Linked DNA regions of Zea mays: regions 1, 2 and 3 are each linked to region 4. A link is a contact called in public Hi-C data. All regions are on one chromosome and are shown on one strand. The core of a region is the stretch at or near the end of the contact, and the rest is flanking DNA. Distances in the headings are between cores, read along the strand shown. Region 1 holds the start of LOC100283121. Region 2 holds the start of LOC542339 (acidic ribosomal protein P3). Region 3 holds the start of LOC100382378 (UDP-sugar pyrophosphorylase). Region 4 holds the start of LOC100275318.

Region 1 (4,241 bases), core at 1,127-3,626, 360 kb before region 4:
AAGCCCACCCGAACTGGGCCTCGGGCGAGTCGAAGGTGCGCCCGTTGCTTGAGGAGACCCTCGGGTGAGGCGTGAATCTACCTTGGTCTACTGTTCCTGCCCGAGGCTGGGCTCGGGCGAGGCGAGATCGTGTCCCTTGAGTGGACGGAGCCTTGACCGGAATCGCGCCCATCAGGCCTTTGCATCTTTGTGCTGATGGGGGTTACCAGCTGAGATTAGGAGTCTTGGGGGTAGCCCTAATTATGGTCCCGACATTCATCAAGTCCTTTGAAAATCTTATTCCACAAACTTTTCGAATCACACTCACCGTCACCTTCCATCTTCTATGCCACCATACTTTAAAAACTTTGACTCTACAAAAATCTTGGAATGACTTATATTTTGGGACGGAGGGAGTACCATTTCAAGACCAAAACAAAATCCATAATTAGAGACATAAAAACCATAGATTGTCTAAATCATCGCTATCATTCAGTATAAAAGCCCACACATGCAAAACATTAGGCATGAGACGTGGGCAGTTAGTTTGGGCATAAAATCTGAGCCTGAAGTCTGACCCTCCCTCAAAAAGAACTCAAACTCGAAACTGTTTAGCCTAATACCCGAAACCCGATGAGCTTCTGCAGGCTGCAAGTATCAAAACTCAAAACCCGAACATAGCCGGTTCTTGCATTCTTGGTGTTATATTTATTTATCATTTGATCAATGCCGTTGGTATTGTTGTTATTCACACTTTTATCAACATTTATTGTCATTGGCAAGATATGGTCGACTTCTTGTTTTGTAACATGTGCGAATAATAGTTGACTGATGTATAATTTAGAAGTGAATTGTTTAGGCTGACTGATATTTAGGTAGGACGAGCTACCGGAATGCGAACCTAAAATTTATAATTACCCAAAATTTTGGTTATATCATCTGAACAATCTAATTTTGGATAGTCTCTAGATACCCGAAATTCTAAAACCCAAAGAAACTGATCGGGCTAACCCCCACGCTAGGGGCTTGTTCGGTTATACCTCAATCCATATGGATTGAGGGGGATTGAGGGGGTTTCAATCCCTAGTAAGTCAAAATCCCCCTCAATCCGTATCAATCCCCTTCAATCCATATGGATTGAAAATAACCGAACAAGCCCTAGGTGGGTAGTGTCATCACGGGGCAAGAAGCCATGGACAAAGGCTGAAAAATCGGAAACGAGCCAAATCAAGGCCCTGTCTAGACACTGTCACGCACGTTGGTGCTTGGCACGAGTAAGCCGTAAAGGCAGCTAGCTCAGCTCCAACCCCAATCCAAGTCGGCGAAGGGAAAAGTTCACATATTCTTTTCTTCTCACGTTTAAATAGCAAAAAAAAACTAAAAATATATAGAAATAGAGATTTAAACCATGATAGTTAGATTTAATTAAAAATGTATCTACGTCCATTTAACAAAAATGACACATGTTTTTATGTTTTATACCTATAATAATGTGTAATATAGATATTTATAGAAAAATGGGAAAACATAAAACCAGGTCAGGCTAGGCCGGGCCAACCGTGACGCGCCTGCTAACCAACGCGCTAGGTTATGTTGGGGTCAGACCGTGAGAGTAAAACTGTGCTAGGTTATGGGTTTACCAGGCGCCTCGATCCGTTTGAACATCTCTAGGTTCCATCGACTCGTTTCCAAGCAAGAAGAAAGGGAAGGAAAGGAAACCCGTTGCTTCCTGCAAATGCAAAGGGATGGAGCGGCCGGATCTCAACGCGAGATGCCAGGCGGCAGGCGCCTGCATGCACATTGGACGACGACGTGGCGATGGCGACCGACGGTGAAAGAGACAACCACATGCATCATGCATGTACGCACGCACGCGGCCTGGCGGAGAGACGACGGAGAGCCCCTGATGATCATGTGCCGCGGCAAAGGCTACGAGCGGAGCCCCTCCTAACCGTAGCCGAACTGCTCGCAAGCGCGGCCCAATGACGCGTGCGCTTTTCCACGCGATGGAGCAGGGGAGGGGAGGAGACGGACGCAACGCGAACGAGCAAGCCGCCCGCCCGGCCGCGTGGCGTGATGTAACCGTAGCGGAAAGGCGGCGGCCCACATGCCCGATGCGGGGGCCTGGGGGTTGGGTTGGGTGTGCTGGCGCTGGCGGGCGACGCACGCGGGCAGGGCAGGCTTTTGCGCCTGGGCGAGTGGAGCGGTGCCGGTGCGGCGGCGTTCCGGTAAGGGAAAGGAAACAGGCGGCGTTGTGTGCTGTGCTGTTGCCGTTCCGTGCAGCCGTGGGGACGGACGGACGAGAGAGCGACCGACCGACCGACGTCACCCGCGCGGCGCGCACCGGATGACGCCCATGCCACTGCCAGCTCCGCTCCGTTTGCTCGCTGGCAAATAGCCGCCCCCGCGCCCGGCGGGGCTGCCGCGTGCCCGCGTCTGCGCAGCCTCGGCTGCCGCCGCCTGCTCCCACACTCACCCTCACACGCACGCACCCCCCTCTGCCGCGGGTCTCCCCAATAAAAATAGCAAGCCACGACGCCAGTGCTCTCCCGGCCCGCGCCTCGCTCTCTCTTGTCTCGCCCGCTAGCTCCCATCCCAGCCTCCCACCGCGCCCGCCTGCCCCAACATCCCCCCTCCCCGCTCCGCTCCACGCACGGCTCCAGATCTGCTACGGCGGCGGCCGGTGGACGCCGCGCCGCGCGTGCCGGAGGCGGTGACGGTGGGTGGCGCTCCACTCCCCGCGCCCCAGCGCTTCGAATCCCGACCGCAGCTCACGCCCCTCCTTTTTTGCCCGTGCAGTGAGCGGCGGATCCTGCCCGGCCGTGCCATCCTGGCGACGATGACAGCGTAAGCGGGCGGCGGACGACCGCGCCCCCCCGGCCCCTACTCCCGAGGTACCTACGACCTGTGCCCGCTTCCTATGCCTTGCGTGCGTTCGGTTCTCGGTCCGGCCGATCCGCCGCGGCACTCGACTCCGCACGCTGCCAGACCGGCGACGAGCGGCGGCGGAAGGGAGGGACGGGTGGGGATCCGAGCTTGAGCTTCCACCCTCCGTGTTTCTTTTTCTTTATATCTGTTTGTTTATCGGTGGCGGTGCTCACTGCTCTGCCTCCTCGTCGGACGATCTTAGCTCGGGGAGCCGCGTCCGACTATGGTGGAGTCCAATCAACGCTGCCTGCCGCGGGAATTGGCGCTCCAGTGAGGTTGGGACTGGATTAGGGGTGCGTGTGCGTATGACGTGCTCGTTTAATGCATGCTCCCTCCACGAACCAAAAAAAAAGATTTGGACATAAGACAGACTCTTGCCTCTCTTTTCGTTTTGTCAAAGTCGTTTCAGAGAGATTAGGGAATTGGGGGTTACAGCATGTTATCAAAGTGGGACCTTGCCTTCGCTTAGGAAGTATGCTTATCAAAGTCCAACTGGTCAAAAAAAAACGAACAATTTGAATTCTTCGTAGCATCATTGCAAAGAGCATATTCATTCATTATTTTTGTTCATGCTACTAGCAAAAGTAAGAAATTTGCACAAGTTCACTCTGTTGTCTGTTAAACGGTTTGTACAACCTGACTGGGTCTTCCCAGTGTACAGTATTAAGAAAATTACACGGTTCGTATGACATGACTTGGTGTTCCCTGCGTGTAGTATTAGGAAAGCTAACCTATTCTCTTAAAAGAGTTGATGACGCTTCACCTTTTGGTTTCTTATAATTTTATCTCCTACTAGGTCATTGGCGTGTGCTCCTTGGCAGAAAATGGCGATGATGGTGGATCCCCCCAATGGCATGGCAAGTCAAGGAAAGCATTACTATACTATGTGGCAGACACTGTTTGAGATCGACACCAAGTACGTGCCGATCAAGCCCATCGGAAGAGGAGCTTACGGAATCGTTTGCTCATCTGTTAACCGCGAGACCAATGAAAAAGTCGCGATAAAAAAGATAAACAACGTCTTTGACAACCGTGTGGATGCGCTAAGGACGCTGAGAGAGCTGAAACTCCTTCGGCACCTGAGGCACGAGAATGTTATTGCTCTCAAGGACATAATGATGCCTGCGCATAGAAGGAGCTTCAAGGACGTTTACTTGGTTTATGAGCTCATGGACACTGATCTGCATCAAATAATTAAGTCATCTCAACCACTATCCAATGACCACTGCCAGTATTTCCTTTTTCAGGTAAGTTTCGCAAGGATCCTGTTTTCAAATAGTTATGTCCTTTGCTCTTGTTTCTTTATTGATGTATATATGTTCAGTAATCTGTCA
Region 2 (4,570 bases), core at 162-2,661, 490 kb after region 4:
TGAACAAGTAGTACTGTTGCTGTTCAATTTCTTGAACAAGTACTAGCTACATATTATCATTACAGGAAACAGTAACCTTTTGGCACCGAAAATCACAACAAATGGCAAGGAGAATATATGATTCCAAACAACATATCAAATTCTCACATAAACTGGAACAGGTCGCTTGTAACAATTACCAAGAGTTCTTCAGGTTCACAGACAGGACAGCAAAATTAACTACGGCAACAGGACCAAACCACCACTTCTGAGATCCAGATGACACACACAACTCTAGTCGAACAGGGAGAATCCCATGTCGTCGTCGCTCTCTTCCTTCTCCTCTTCCTTCTTCTCCTCCTTGGGAGCCTCGGCAGCAGCACCACCAGATGCAGCAGCACCGCCGCCGCCACCTCCGCTCACCATCATTGCACCACCACCGACAGCACCGACGATCACCTGCGCAAGATTTAAAGTATTGAACATAAGGTGGTGATGACAATGGACAATCCAGCAGAAACGATTCACGCAAACATAGAAAGCCTAGACATCTAATCATCATAAACACTACCACGTTCAATTCAGGTGTGGGTTAATCATAGAACTTACACACCACAGTCAGCCAAAGCGCAAGCATAGCAGTTTTTTTACATTGAAACCTAGTTAATTTTGATATTTTCTAACAAAAACTAACAGCTAAAACACAGTAACGTAGCTAAAGTATATAGGTGGTGGCTGACATATAACACAGTTTATATAACATAAACGAGGAATGGGCTTGAATTATGCAGATCAGCAACAACACAGAATTCTACTATGGCCAAAAGGGAACACTTCAGGCAACAGTAATGGCCAAAGGAGAACACTTCAATCTATAGTTATATACCAATTACCAACAAGACAATAGTTCTATGCCAACAAGACAAATACAGCATCACCAGCTCCAACACTATAAGCTGCTATGCTACACAACATCAGATTCTCAAAACGATAATATCAACCTGACAAACCTATTGCTCTACAGACGCGATCAGCCGAAACAGTGGCAAGTCGAGATACTTCACTGCCGAATACAGACAACTTCGCATATACATCTATATACTGTATAAACGTTAGATCCGGTGGATCCAGAAGGAATGCGTCGGCGAACAGACCTGGAACACGGCGGAGCTGGGGGTGACCATGGAGAAGGACGACTGGACGCCGTAGGCAGAGTCGGCCGCGGAGGCGGCAGCGACGAGGCGGCGCTGCAGCTCGTATGGGGTAGCGGCGGAAGCCTCGATCTCGCCGGAGTGCTGCTTGGCGGTCCACTCGCCGCCGTTGTTGCGGCACACAAAGGTGTAGACGCCCATGTCGCTTGTTCCCTGCGTGCGCAGCGGCGGCGGAGGGAGAGAGGAAGGGGGTCGGAGGCTTTGGGGATTTGGGAGGCTGCTGGGTTGAAACCCTAGCAATGGGTGGGTTTATGTAATGGTTTCTTGGGAGCCCATGGAACCTCGTGGGGCCGGGCCCGCGTTTATGGGCCAGGCCAAGATTATATGGGCTTAGTTAGTTTAATGCTTCGCCCAACATCAATGAAACACGAAAGGACACAAACATGTGCATAAATTCTGGGATAAAATCCTTTTGACCCCTCAAATCTCATGATCGTGTTTTTTACCTCTCATTTATAAAACCAGATTTTTATACTTTCTTAATTTTAATTTTTTTCTATCTAAGTGGTTATGGACTGTTGTTTTATTCCATACTAGTCGGTTGTTCGTGCGTTGCGACGGCTTACAACAACACTCATGTAAACTATCCACAAAAAAAAATCAATATTTTTTATTGATTGTCTCCGCTCTCCGTATAATATTTTTTTGATTTGGCTAACTGATGTTATTATTTACTTCATCCAATATGTCTTGATACAACACGACCAATAAAGTGAGCGATTAGAAGAGAGTTCACAACGACTGATTAAACATACAGAGACTATATAATTATATAATTCCACCATACATAGACCAAATAAGAGAAAGTTTGTGAGCTCAAGTTTCTAAATTAAGTCACGTGAACTCAAACTTATAAAAAAGATAGATCAAAATATGGAGTGGTTGCTAAAGTTATGCATCAATAAAGACTGTGTGCGCTCCATGTAAATTATGCTACTTCGTAGCAATTACTAACGTTTTAAACCAACAAATAACCTTTCATTTTACTGTTAGTGTGACAAATCATTATTGTCGCATCCAATTCAGCAACCTCAAACACCATGAAGTCAATTGCGCTAATGTGGTCTTAGAAATGACTTAATGCTTGCAAGAGCCAAGAACGTTGTGTCGTGCTTGGGCTGTAGCCTCGGTCCGTACTGCTGGTCCGGCCCGACACAAATTTTTTTATTTTACAAAAAAAACATATATACATATATATAATTTATATTCAATATTAAAAACATCTAATCATGATGTTTTACTGGTTAGATAGCTTTACCTAGTGTCTTCTGCCCTTCTTTCATCAAGGCATGAGTTCAAACCCTATCTCTTGCACTATTTTTTTAATATTTTACGCTAATTTAATCAAACAGACAGATGGGAGTTGTGGCCCGCTGGCGTCTGGCCCAGCCGTCGTTTGGTCATCTATAGGCGTGCAGCGGATTAATCTGAAATGGTTGTGAGGGGTTATTTGTAAAAAGATGACGCGGGACGACCGTTGGTGCTTTAAGCGTTTGGATCCCTTCATTTTAGAGGAATTGGAATACACTCAATAAAGTAACTTATTTAGTTTGGAATTTAACATTCAACCACTTTTCAAAGTTCAGATATAATCCTATCTCAAATTCATGCGGTGGAGGGTGAGAAATGATTTTATGTATTAGTAGAATTTGTTTCTACTCTATAACTTACATGACACTCCTCGTCTCACTCCTCTCTAGTAAAAAATGTAGTACATAAATATCTCTAACATCTTGCTAATAATAGTATACAAATATATTTTGCATAAAATCGAATTAGCTTAATTGATATATGCGTAAATTACTATTATTAGAATGGAATTCAATTCCAATAATTCAAATGGGGCGTACATGTATTTTAAAAAATATCCAAAAAAACCGTGTAGTCGAAATCTCAAAAATCTTTTTTATTAGTGTTACAAAGCAGGCATAGACCATTTGTTTTAGAAAAAAATGAAATCAAATTCATGTTTTCGTACCGAATATGTATTTCAACCACGAGTATATTAGTTATAGGCCCTGTTTGTTTCGGCTTCTGGCAGCTTCTGGCCACCAAAAGCTGTTGCGGACTGCCAAACGCTTAGCTTTTCAGCCAGCTTCTATAAAATTCGTCGGGCCAAAAACTATCCAAAATCAACATAAACACATAATCGGTTGAGTCGTTGTAATAGTAGGAATCCGTCACTTTCTAGATCCTGAGCCCTATAAACAACTTTATCTTCCTCCACACGTAATCGTAATAATACTCAGATTCTCCCTACAGCCAGATTCTCCCCACAGCCGGATTTTCAGAAAAGCTGGTCAGAAAAAAGCTGAACCAAACAGGCCCATAATCGTATCTATTAGCCCTGTTTGTTTGGTTGGAATTGAATTTTATTCTAATAATCATAATTTAGGCACAAACTAATTAAGTTAATATATATATATATATATATATATATATATATTACATATAGTTGTATATTATCCTAAATAATATGAGAGAGATAATTATACACTACACTTATGCTATAGAGAAGTAAGTAGAAAAGTATGTTATAAGTTATACATTAGAAAAATAGTGTATAAATTTATAGTTACAATTTTCATATCTCACCCCATGAATTCTAGATAGGCTTATATATGAACTTCGGAAAGTTGTGGAATGTTACATTGTAAAAAATAGCATACTCCATATATTAGTTTGATTCCAATTTCTCAAAATAAAGGGAAAAGTGGAGCTGTCAGACAAGTTTTCTACCGAATCTGATTCAGAGATAGAAAATTTTAGTTTCAGTATTGTTTGCCTAACTTCAGAGCTCTGTTGTGTTTAATCCTTGGGGTTATAGACTATGGTTGCTATAGAAAAGTTGGAGAACTATGTTGGGTGAGTACATCTTATTAAGAAACTTCACCCTGGAATCATTTAGAACTGAGAGAAAAACCTATTCAAATATAGATTGTCAGACCTGTGTTGTCTGAACTTAAGTTCAGTTAACTGGAAACCTGAGTGCAGTGAATTTTGTTGGACTTTGGAGCTCTTCGGTACCTAATCCATGGAGTTTTGGGCTAAGGTTTCTATAGCAAAATGGAAGATCATAGAAAGGTGAACAAATTTCTTGAGGTGAGTTTGGCCTGGTGCTGTGCAAAAGTTGGATAAAAATGCCCCCAAAGTAGGAATCAGATCCTCTACAGTCGAGGTCCTTGACCTGTCTATACAGTCGGCCTGATCCAACCATCAAGCAGCAATCCTACGACACCCTCCCAGATGGCTTCTCTCCTACCCGAGACGCACGGCCTGGCTCGCGCGAGAGCCATGCCCGACACTGGGCCTCGGCCCAACAATGCCGGGAGTCCTCATCTTTTACCGCGAAACAACACCTTTTGGCGGGCACCTCGCGT
Region 3 (4,518 bases), core at 1,355-3,854, 440 kb after region 4:
AAGCTAATGATGCACAGATACTCTTAATCCTGTTTTCGAGACATACAATTAGTGCTTTAAACTAGGAAATAATTTACTTTACCACCTGTAAATCATTAAGCTTTCTTACAACCAAGGTGTCGTTTGGTTCATATATTGGTAACGTAATAGGTAACTGATAATGTTAAATCATGTTTGTTTAAGTCTAATCGTAATCGATACCACATTACAAATGGATACTGTCTTATTCAAATTTGTTACCGCCGGTATTTGAGTGTAAATCATTATCATTACCATTTACGTTACATTTCGTGAACCAAACGCCACCCAAGTCCTAAATGGTGTTTTTATTTTCTATGCAAGATGATGTGCAATATCAACATTCAGCAAGAGAAACGTTAACCTAATAATATTATCGGTAAGAGAAAAAGATAACCAAATAATACTGGCAAAATTGGAGTTACGGGGCACCATACTAGTACAGCAACTACAACAACTAGTTCGAGTTCCAATTGAAGTGTGCCAAGCTACTGTACTATCTCATGGCACAAGCTTAGATACTAGTTTGCTCTTAGCCGTTCAGAACATACCTTAATTCCTTTGTAACCAAGCCTTTCACCAAGCCCTCCAGCTACAAGAACAAATGCAGCATTGTGGGCTTCTTTTATCCCAGCTGCTTCCAGTGAAACAAAATTGTCATCGCCGAAGTTCAAAATTTCCCCTGAAGGCACCTGTAAGGTAGGACAACGTTTATTAGCTGTATCATCAAGAAAAGTGGAAAAGCAAAGAATTACCCAAACTAACATAAAGAACATCCATTTTAAAAGCATCAATTTATCTCAAGAATTTTTTTCCAGGTTGTGCTGTATTAAACTATTCATAGAACAATGCCCCTGAAAAGGGTAGACATTTAGGCCAAACGAAACCGTTGATAAAAAGACTTACAGAAGGGGTGAAACCATCATATGGGTTTTTTCCTGCCTTTGAATCTGCAAGAAGTTTTTTGGCATTCTTGATGTAAGATACCAGACCTCCAGGATAGCTTGAATTAAGCCGGCGAACCTAAGATAATCACAAATTGACAAAATTAGAATAAAAGGAAAAAAAACTTTGATCATTTGTGTTTATGACTTCCTTGCATACATTATAGTGCTACTCCATTCACAAACAAGAGATGTCTTGGACATTGGCACATCTTCAAAAAATGATTTTTGCTAATACTTTAGTTACAAAACATTTGTAAAACATAGAAAATATATACTTTTATGAAACTACATTGCATTATATGTTCTCAGGTTAAATACACACCTGATCAAAGAAGCCTCTTTTCTTGTCGTCATCAATGCCTGGTTCAGGCCAGTGTTCAAATAGGTGAATCTGGCCCTCATTCAACAGCATTTTTGCTAGCTCAACCTATAACCACCAGGCAATAATATATTAATATCATTGTAGCAGGAGAAAAACAATAACAGAAAACATGGTAACGTCACACTGACGGAACTAATACATTTAGATACACTTTGTTCTGAAATAATGGGAGAACCCAGGGCGAATAGGTACTTTCCCGATTCGTGATTTGGTGGGGGGGGGGGGGGGGGGGGGAGTTAGATGTACATTAGTTGGGGGACCATTGTGCTAGACTTAAATTGTTCGTCCTCAGGACTATATTATTTATTATACTAACAAGAACACTGCTCACAATCGAGAACAGAGGAATGCTACAGATTACCAAAACATTCATACTCGTAATACCATTTTTACACAGGAAACTAATGCTCGAGCACAAGTATATATGGTTTACAGTATCCAAATGAGTATGAGAACCATGCTTCCTAGTCCCACCGTGGGCCTGTGTCAGGAGCAGAGGGTAGTTAAACTTAAACACACTAGTACGACACCACCAGCACTGTTTTAGGAACCAGCAGCCACAATCACGAAAATCACAGAATTGAACTACAGTTGTTCTAGAATCATTGTGTTAGGAGGGAGGAAGTCCTAAATGTTAGCGGTGGAGGCGGGTCCACTTCGCCCCCACCGGCCGCCGGCCGGGCATGCACGTGAGGGGACTTCAAAGATGGGCAGCGAGTCGAGGTAGTTGGCTGTACCCGTCCAGCGTTGAATCATCAGGCGCTACACACCTGAACTCCTCCAATCTAATCAGTAATATTCACCTACGCTTACGCGGCATGCGAGCGTAACTACCAAGTGAAATCTAACCAAACGGCAGAGCCTCCGCACACCCAGGGCGCGGAGCATCGCATCGTGGCCTACGAAGCGAGAGAATTTGGAATCCGCGGCGACTGGAATGACGGGTGAGATCGGCGCGGCTCGAGCGAAGTATCTACTAGCGCGGGCAAATCCATCGGCAACAGCAGAAGGGCGGCCAGTACGACGGCGTGACCTCTTCTTCGGTACATGAGTATAACAGATTAGCAGGCGGCGGTCACGGGTCACCTCGTCAGGCGCGAGCAGCTGCAGGTTCCGCCGCAGCGGCGGACACGCCGCTGCCCACTCGTCGGCGCCGGAGGTCACCAGCGCCGCGGCGTCGGCGCCCGAAGCCATCGCTGGCGAGGAGGCTGAACAGGAGGGCTGAGGAGACGACCCGCGTCGCGTCGGTGACTGCCAGTTGCGTCGTCGTCCTTCCGCGGGGGATATGGGCACGGCCGCACGGGCCAGGCAGTGGCAAACCGTTTTCCGTCGTTGGAGGGGAGGGGACCGCGTGATGCTCGTGGAAACGGTTGCGGTGGACTTAACTCTCCGTCAAACTCTGACTCTCCAAATTGATTCTTTCACTGTCCAAATTTAGTTAGTTATCTGACTAGCTAAATTAGATAAACAGTTTGTTAAAATATGATACTATATATATATATATATATATCGGAGACCATAATTAGGGGTACCCTCAAGACTCCTAATTCTCAGCTCGTAACCCCATCAGCATAAAGCTGCTAAGGCCTGATGGATGCGATTAAGTCAGGGATCAGTCCATTCGAGCGACTCGATCACGCCTCGCTCGAGCCTAGCCTCGGACAAGGGCAGCCGACCTCGGTGGATTTCCGTCTCGCCCGAGGCCCCCCTCCAACGGCGAACATATTTCCGGCTCGCCCGAGGCCCTGCCTTCACTAAGAAGCAACCCTGACTAAATCGCCGCACCGACCGACTAAGTCGCAGGAGCATTTAATGCAAAGGTGGTCTGACACCTTTATCCTGACTTGCGCCCCCCGACAGAGCCGAAGTGACCGCCGTCACTTCGCCGCTCCACTGACCGGCCTGACAGAAGGACAGCGCCGCCTGCGCCACTCCGACTGCGGTGTCATTTGACAGAGTGAGGCTGACAGGCAGTCAGGCCCTGCCGAAAGGGACCATAGGAAACTCCGCTCCGCCCGACCCAGGGCTCGGACTCGGACTAAGTCCCAGAAGACGGCGAACTCCGCTCCGCCCGACCCAGGGCTCGGACTCGGGCTAAGTCCCGGAAGACGGCGAACTCCGCTCCGCCCGACCCAGGGCTCGGACTCGGGCTAAGTCCCGGAAGACGGCGAACTCCGCTCCGCCCGACCCAGGGCTCGGACTCGGGCTAAGTCCCAGAAGACGACGAACTCCGCTTCGCCCGACCCCAGGGCTCGGACTCTGCCCTGGCCTCAGCCGATGACCTCCGCCTCGCCCGACCCAGGGGCTCGGACTCGGCCTCGGCCACGGAAGACAGACTCGACCTCGGCTTCGGAGGAGCCTCCACATCGCCCAACCTAGGGCGCAGGCCAGCCACGTCAATAGGAGGCGCCATCATCACCCTACCCCGAGCTGACTCGGGCCGCAGGAAACAAGACCGGCGTCCCATCTGGCTAGCTCCGCCAGATAGGCAATGATGGCGCCCCGCGTACTCTGTGACGACGGCGACTCTCAGCCCCCTTACGGAAGCAAGAGCACGTCAGCAAGGACCCAACCGCTCCGACAGCTGTCCCTCCGCCAGGCTCCATCGCTCCTCCGACGGCCACGACATCACACCAGCTGGGTGCCAAAATCTCTCCGGCTGCCACAACGGCATGTACTTAGGGCGCTAGCTCTCCTCCGCTAGACACATAGCACTCTGCTACACCCCCCATTGTACACCTGGATCCTCTCCTTACGCCTATAAAAGGAAGGACCAGGGCCCTCTTAGAGAAGGTTGGTCGCGCGGGGACGAGAACGAGACAGGCGCTCGCTTGGGGCCGCTCGCTCCCTCTCCCGCGTGGACGCTTGTAACCCCCTACTGCAAGCGCACCCGACCTGGGCGCGGGACGAACACGAAGGCCGCGGGATTCCCACCTCTCTCACGCCGGTCTGACGGTCTCCGGCCGCCTCGCTCTCCCCCCTTCGCGCTCGCCCTCGCGCTCGACCCATCTGGGCTGAGGCACGCGGCGACACTCACTCGTCGGCCCAAGGGACCCCCCGGTCTCGAAACGCCGACAGTTGGCGCGCCAGGTAGGGGCCTGCTGCGTGTTGACGAACAGCTTCCCGTCAAGCTCCAGATGGGCAGTCTCCAACAACCCCTCCAACCCGGGA
Region 4 (4,936 bases), core at 297-2,796:
CTTTTAGAGTAGAAATTTAGAATAGTATGAGTGCGGATAGCCTAAACGTGGAGTGTTCTGTCTGATCGTTCAATGTTCTATCTGATTGGTGTAGTGCTAAAACAGTGTACACTATTCAGTGTACTAGTAGATCACATCAGCCTAACGAAAGCGTACGGACTGACAGCCTGCGCGGGGTGGAAGGATGGCGCTGCTGTCAACAAAAGCGGGTCCCCTTTGCCCCACTGCGAGGTGGAGCTGGAAAAGTGAAGGCAGCGGAGGACTGGCCGCTGGCGTGATGGGATCATGGAGATGAGATCTGGCGGGCGGTCACACGTCAGAGGTAGGTGGCGGCCGGAGACATCATCAGTGTAAGATCGGTCGTATGAACCAACAAAATACTTTTATCTCGCAGGCAAACCAACCAAACCAAACCAAACAATCCCGCTAGCTGTTGCTGAGTGCTGACACACACACACACTGACACACCGGACCGGAGCGGAAAGTTGAGTGCGAAACCAGACGCGAGTCTCTGACGACTTCGCTGCGTGCTCGTGCTCCACGAGTCTCGATCCGACGACAAATCAAAACCAGTCGGACAAGTTGGCACACTTGCTGAGCTGAGCTGAGCTGAGCTTGTACAGGAAGAGATTGATTAAGCGGCAGCCGAGCAGAGCTGCAGATGGGAGGGATCTGAAAACACGTCGCTGAATGAATCTAATTAATCACTACCGGCAAAGCAACAGATCTTTACACACAGTTCTGCAAAACCATCCATCTGTATGCACTACTGCAGAAGACAAGAAGGGAAAAGGGGACTAGATGGAGCCAATGATCAGGCCTCGCTGCTGCAGCCGCTGGACGCGCTGCGCATGGAGGCGCGGCCGACGGACTCGTCGATGCGCTCGAGGCAGGGCTTCCACGGCGCCGCCCGCCAGGGCTGACCCTTCTTCTCCCTCGCCGCCGCAGCCACTGGCATCCGCTGCTGGTTGTGCTGGCGGTGGCTCCCGGAGGCGGCGGCAGCGGCGGCGGCGGCGTCGAAGAGCGCGTCGAGCGGGCTGGGCTTGGGCGCGGCGCTGGCGCCGCCCTTGCGGGCGAGCGCCGTGAGGCGGTTCATGAGGCACGCGAGGTCCACGGCGGAGGACTCGGCCTGGAACACCGACTGCGGGAGCAGGAAGTAGACGGTTCCCGGCTGCAGCGCGTCGTCGGGCCGGAACGGCCCGCGCCCCGGCTGCAGCAGGTGCGCCGACGAGCACAGCACGTACCCCTTCCCGGCGGCGTTGGCGGCGGAGGCGGGGCCGCCGGGCCCGCCGAGGCAGCGCGTCACGTGCGCCACGGTCACCACGCCGGGGCCCTCGAAGTCCTCCACGAACCCGTTGGTGTGGATCACCCGCACCCCGGCGCACGGCCGCAGCGCACGCGCCGAGCCCGGCGACGAGAAGATGCAGCCCATCCGGAAGGCTCCGGAGACGAGAGCGGGGGTGCTCTGCCTGCTGGAGGCTGGAGATGCGGCTGACTGGCAGCGGAGCGACGACGACGGACGAGACTTGGGCGGCGGCAAGGCAGGCGGAGGCAGAGGACGAGAACGGGGAGGCGGGGTGCCTATTTATTTCCGCGGGGAGTTGATGTTTGCAGCGTTGAATCTAACGGACGGATCCGGCGGGTCGAGGTCGGACTCGGACACTCGGTCGGCTGTGGGGCCCAGTGGGGGCCGCCGCTGGTTAACCCCGGTGGGGTGGCGTGGCGTGTGGATTAGGCTGGCTTGGCGGATGGACTGGAGACTACGGAGTAGTGGAGTACCGGAGGGCTTAATCTTTATCTCATGGTTAGGTTAATCTTTAGGCTGGCTTGGTGGATTACACTGCGTAAAAAACGAAGTACCGGAGGGGTTAATCTTTATCTCATGGTTGACTGGAGAGTGAAGACTACTGACTGGAGGGGGTCAGAGGATGCCTTCGGAACCGCAGCAAATTATGGCCTCAAATGGATTGGTTAATGGATAAGGACAAGCCTTATTATCCCATGCTCGGTACTGAATCAATTCTACCTATAATTTGATTGTTAGTTTTTATATGCAAAAGAAAATGTTTATGCTGTCAAATAGTGGATCCTTTGCCCACTAATCCGCTATAACGTCGACAGTGGTTTACGCTAAGTTGTACGCAGTTGTACGCTAATAGATATAGAGTTATACACAACTTAATTTTTCTTTTGTACCAGTTTTACGTGAAAAAATGAATGGCCCGTGCGAAGTGAGATAAACGGCAACTACCCCAAATCATGCACGTTTCTTACGTCCGAAACAGTGGATCCTTTGCCCGCTAATCCACTATAACGTCGACAACAGTGGTTTACGCTAAATTGTAAGTAGTTTTACGCTAATAGTTATAGAGGTTAAGCAAGTTGCGCCTAACAACCGTCAAATATCCAATGTAATTATAAAGAGTTGACAACGCAAGATAGAGCTCAGAGGTGCCATACGGCATCTTGTTATTGTTGTACGTGCAACACGCGCCGATTTTATTTATTGGTTGATGTAGCTGGAGACACACGGTTTGGGGAGAGGAGGCCGCCTGCCGGCTGGCTCAGACGAGTAGTGCAACACCGTACCAGTGGCGAATGCGGCTCAGAGTCCCCGTGCAGGCATCAAGCTGCCAAATCAGCGGACGGAGCAACCGACGCTCGGCTCTCTTATCACTCGCTTTTACTGCGATCGCCGGCCGGCACGTTTGGCACCCACCACGACGAACAAGTCGCCGTGCGCGAACCAGCAGCCGACGCATTTCAGCTACCATTCCCGCTATGTAATGTGTAAGGGCCAAAAAGGCAATTAAAAACAACTCTACTCAAACCGTCACAAACTTCAGGTCCAGTAAAACATGGCAAGATTTCGCTCACTCGGCCAAAGCCGCGTCCCCTCGACAACTTCGGTTGAAACCTTGAGACTTCACCAAATCAGGCCCCTGTTAGATTACATTCGCAGAGTGGTTGCCGTTCTTTAGGCTGTCCGCAACCGCAAGCAAGGTAGTGTAAAATAAAAATAAGAGATTTTGATTTATATATTACATTGTTACAGAGTGAAATTTGAAATATTGAATAAGGAATGAGATAGGATAGTGAAATTTATAATATAGTATAAGGAATGAGATATACAGAGGAAGCATGAGGTGTTGACCTTTGTCCAATAGGAAAGTTTAACAGGCTGCTTGTACGTCACATTCGCAACCTAACGCAGGGCGTCGTCCTACCGTATGCTACAGCTATACCAATGCGATACGGCCCCCATGTACTACGCAAGCTGTGGACAAATTAACTAGCATGGTTTGGGGGGGAAAGTATTTATCTGTCATTCTTATGGGAAATCAATCTACACTCCCGAGTAAAGCTCCTATACATAAAATTTTAAAGTAGAGCTGCTCTGTGGCACCGAAGTAATTTTTAATAATAGCGCGGTCCCAAAAAATCTAGTGGACAGTATCACTTTTGGCTCATCCTACTTTAATCTTAAACCAAACATATTCTAATAAAATAGAACCATACCAAACGCGTAAAACGTCTTTTAAAATTTAGTACCATGCCAAACGCGTAAAACGTCTTTTAAAATTTAGTTAGTAATACAAGGCAAGTAGGACCTGCTGGTGCCAGCCTAGCATATCACGGTTCCATTCCGCTCTAGGCCAATAAGTCCATACCCGCCGCTCGTGGGCCCTTGAACTCCAGCCCAGGCCAAAAGGTCCTCCAGCGATTTCCTTCTCTCGCGCGTTATAATTCGGCCCAGTTTCAGCATCGATAAGAGCAGCTTACAAGTTATATTCCCTCCCTCCAAAAATATAGTTCTTTTCTGGACATCTTTTTTTTCTATCCACGTTACAATGAATAATAATAAATGCAGATAATTAATAGATGTATGGTTAGTCTAAAACTAGTTATATTTTGGGACGGAGGAGTACAACTTAGTACGTACGTATTATTATTAAATTAATCACAGTTCTTCATCAACACCAACAGAAGTGCATCCAACACCAGCCTAGCCAATGTCTACACCTGCAAAAACACCAGCGATCTACTAGAGCGAGATCACACGAGTGCGGCAGGATGAGCAAGCAGGTGGCAACATCTGAATCCCGATCTCCCAGATCTGCGTGCTCCGGTAACCGTGTTCCTGCTTCCTTCAGCTACTAGATTCCCGTCACCAAGTAGACGGCCGGACGGCCTCACCAGTTACCACGGCGGGCGGCCGCTGATGCCGCAGCACTCAAGAGGGAGGACGGAAACCCCTCCCCGATCCACCGCTCGCTCAGATGATGGTGAAGTTCGAGAATATGTTCAGCAGGTTGTCCAGCGCCTCTGGGTAGAACTTGCGCGCGAACAGGTAGCAGGGCCGCTTCATGCCGTTCCACACGCACGGCCTCCTCTGCGCGACATGCTGCACAACGATGACGACGGCGCGTTAGGGCTGGCTGGCTGGCTGGCTGGCAGTGAACCGCGAACACGCCAAGAAAAGCGGAGGGCCGAATCACTCCCTCTTACCTTCGCGTTGCTGCTAACGTGGACGCTCTCGTCGATGGACTGGGTGGCCGTTTGCGAAACCGTTAGTCAAATAAATGCCACAAGGTAATGGATTGTTCGCGCCTGAAAAAAAAGCTCCGAGCTTACCGCGATGTCCTTGAGCAGATCGAAGCTTGTGTCCGCAGCCCTGTAGACTTTGGGATGCCACTTCCCTTCGGACCAGTCGACATGCGTCACCGACCAGTTCGAGATTCCAGTCGGATCAACCATCTTCGGCCACAGATGCAGATGCAGTTTAGTTTTTTTTATCTCGGTAAAAAATGTTGTTGGCTGATCGAAGAGAACAAAAGGGGGGCAAGCTTCTGAACACTTACGTTAAAGAGGGTTGGCAAGTAGTGCTCGTCTGAATAGCAGTTATGCCATTCGTTTCCTGGCTGTGAAGTTGCAA

Evidence for each region. A called contact is a pair of places that touch in the nucleus more often than the background predicts.
Region 1: a Hi-C map of bundle sheath shows a contact between it and region 4, with 4 times the contacts expected there. The contact joins the promoter of LOC100283121 here to the promoter of LOC100275318 in region 4. A contact is called at or near these places in 6 of 25 Hi-C or Micro-C datasets (bundle sheath, ear, endosperm and 3 more).
Region 2: a Hi-C map of leaf mesophyll shows a contact between it and region 4, with 2.6 times the contacts expected there. The contact joins the promoter of LOC542339 here to the promoter of LOC100275318 in region 4. A contact is called at or near these places in 2 of 25 Hi-C or Micro-C datasets (leaf mesophyll and tassel).
Region 3: a contact with region 4 is called in a Hi-C map of tassel, with 4 times the contacts expected there. The contact joins the promoter of LOC100382378 here to the promoter of LOC100275318 in region 4. A contact is called at or near these places in 2 of 25 Hi-C or Micro-C datasets (ear and tassel).

The regions. Positions count from the first base shown.
Region 1 is chr5:57,854,403-57,858,643 of Zm-B73-REFERENCE-NAM-5.0, forward strand. It overlaps LOC100283121, which reads left to right and starts at 2,377. Exons shown (of 4, transcript NM_001156023.1): 1 at 2,377-2,698; 2 at 2,779-2,873; 3 at 3,704-4,154. The coding sequence starts at 3,732.
Region 2 is chr5:58,703,938-58,708,507 of Zm-B73-REFERENCE-NAM-5.0, forward strand. LOC542339 (acidic ribosomal protein P3) reads right to left here and starts at 1,412. Exons shown (of 2, transcript NM_001111919.2): 1 at 1,134-1,412; 2 at 1-438. The coding sequence starts at 1,331. The coding sequence ends at 274.
Region 3 is chr5:58,650,368-58,654,885 of Zm-B73-REFERENCE-NAM-5.0, forward strand. LOC100382378 (UDP-sugar pyrophosphorylase) reads right to left here and starts at 2,605. Exons shown (of 17, transcript NM_001175123.1): 1 at 2,434-2,605; 2 at 1,288-1,392; 3 at 925-1,041; 4 at 570-710. The coding sequence starts at 2,541.
Region 4 is chr5:58,214,342-58,219,277 of Zm-B73-REFERENCE-NAM-5.0, forward strand. It overlaps LOC100275318, which reads right to left and starts at 1,547. Exons shown (of 1, transcript NM_001175028.1): 1 at 492-1,547. The coding sequence starts at 1,432. The coding sequence ends at 815. It overlaps LOC100501364 (Core-2/I-branching beta-16-N-acetylglucosaminyltransferase family protein), which reads right to left. Exons shown (of 11, transcript NM_001353545.1): 8 at 4,863-4,922; 9 at 4,636-4,758; 10 at 4,510-4,548; 11 at 4,222-4,405. The coding sequence ends at 4,277.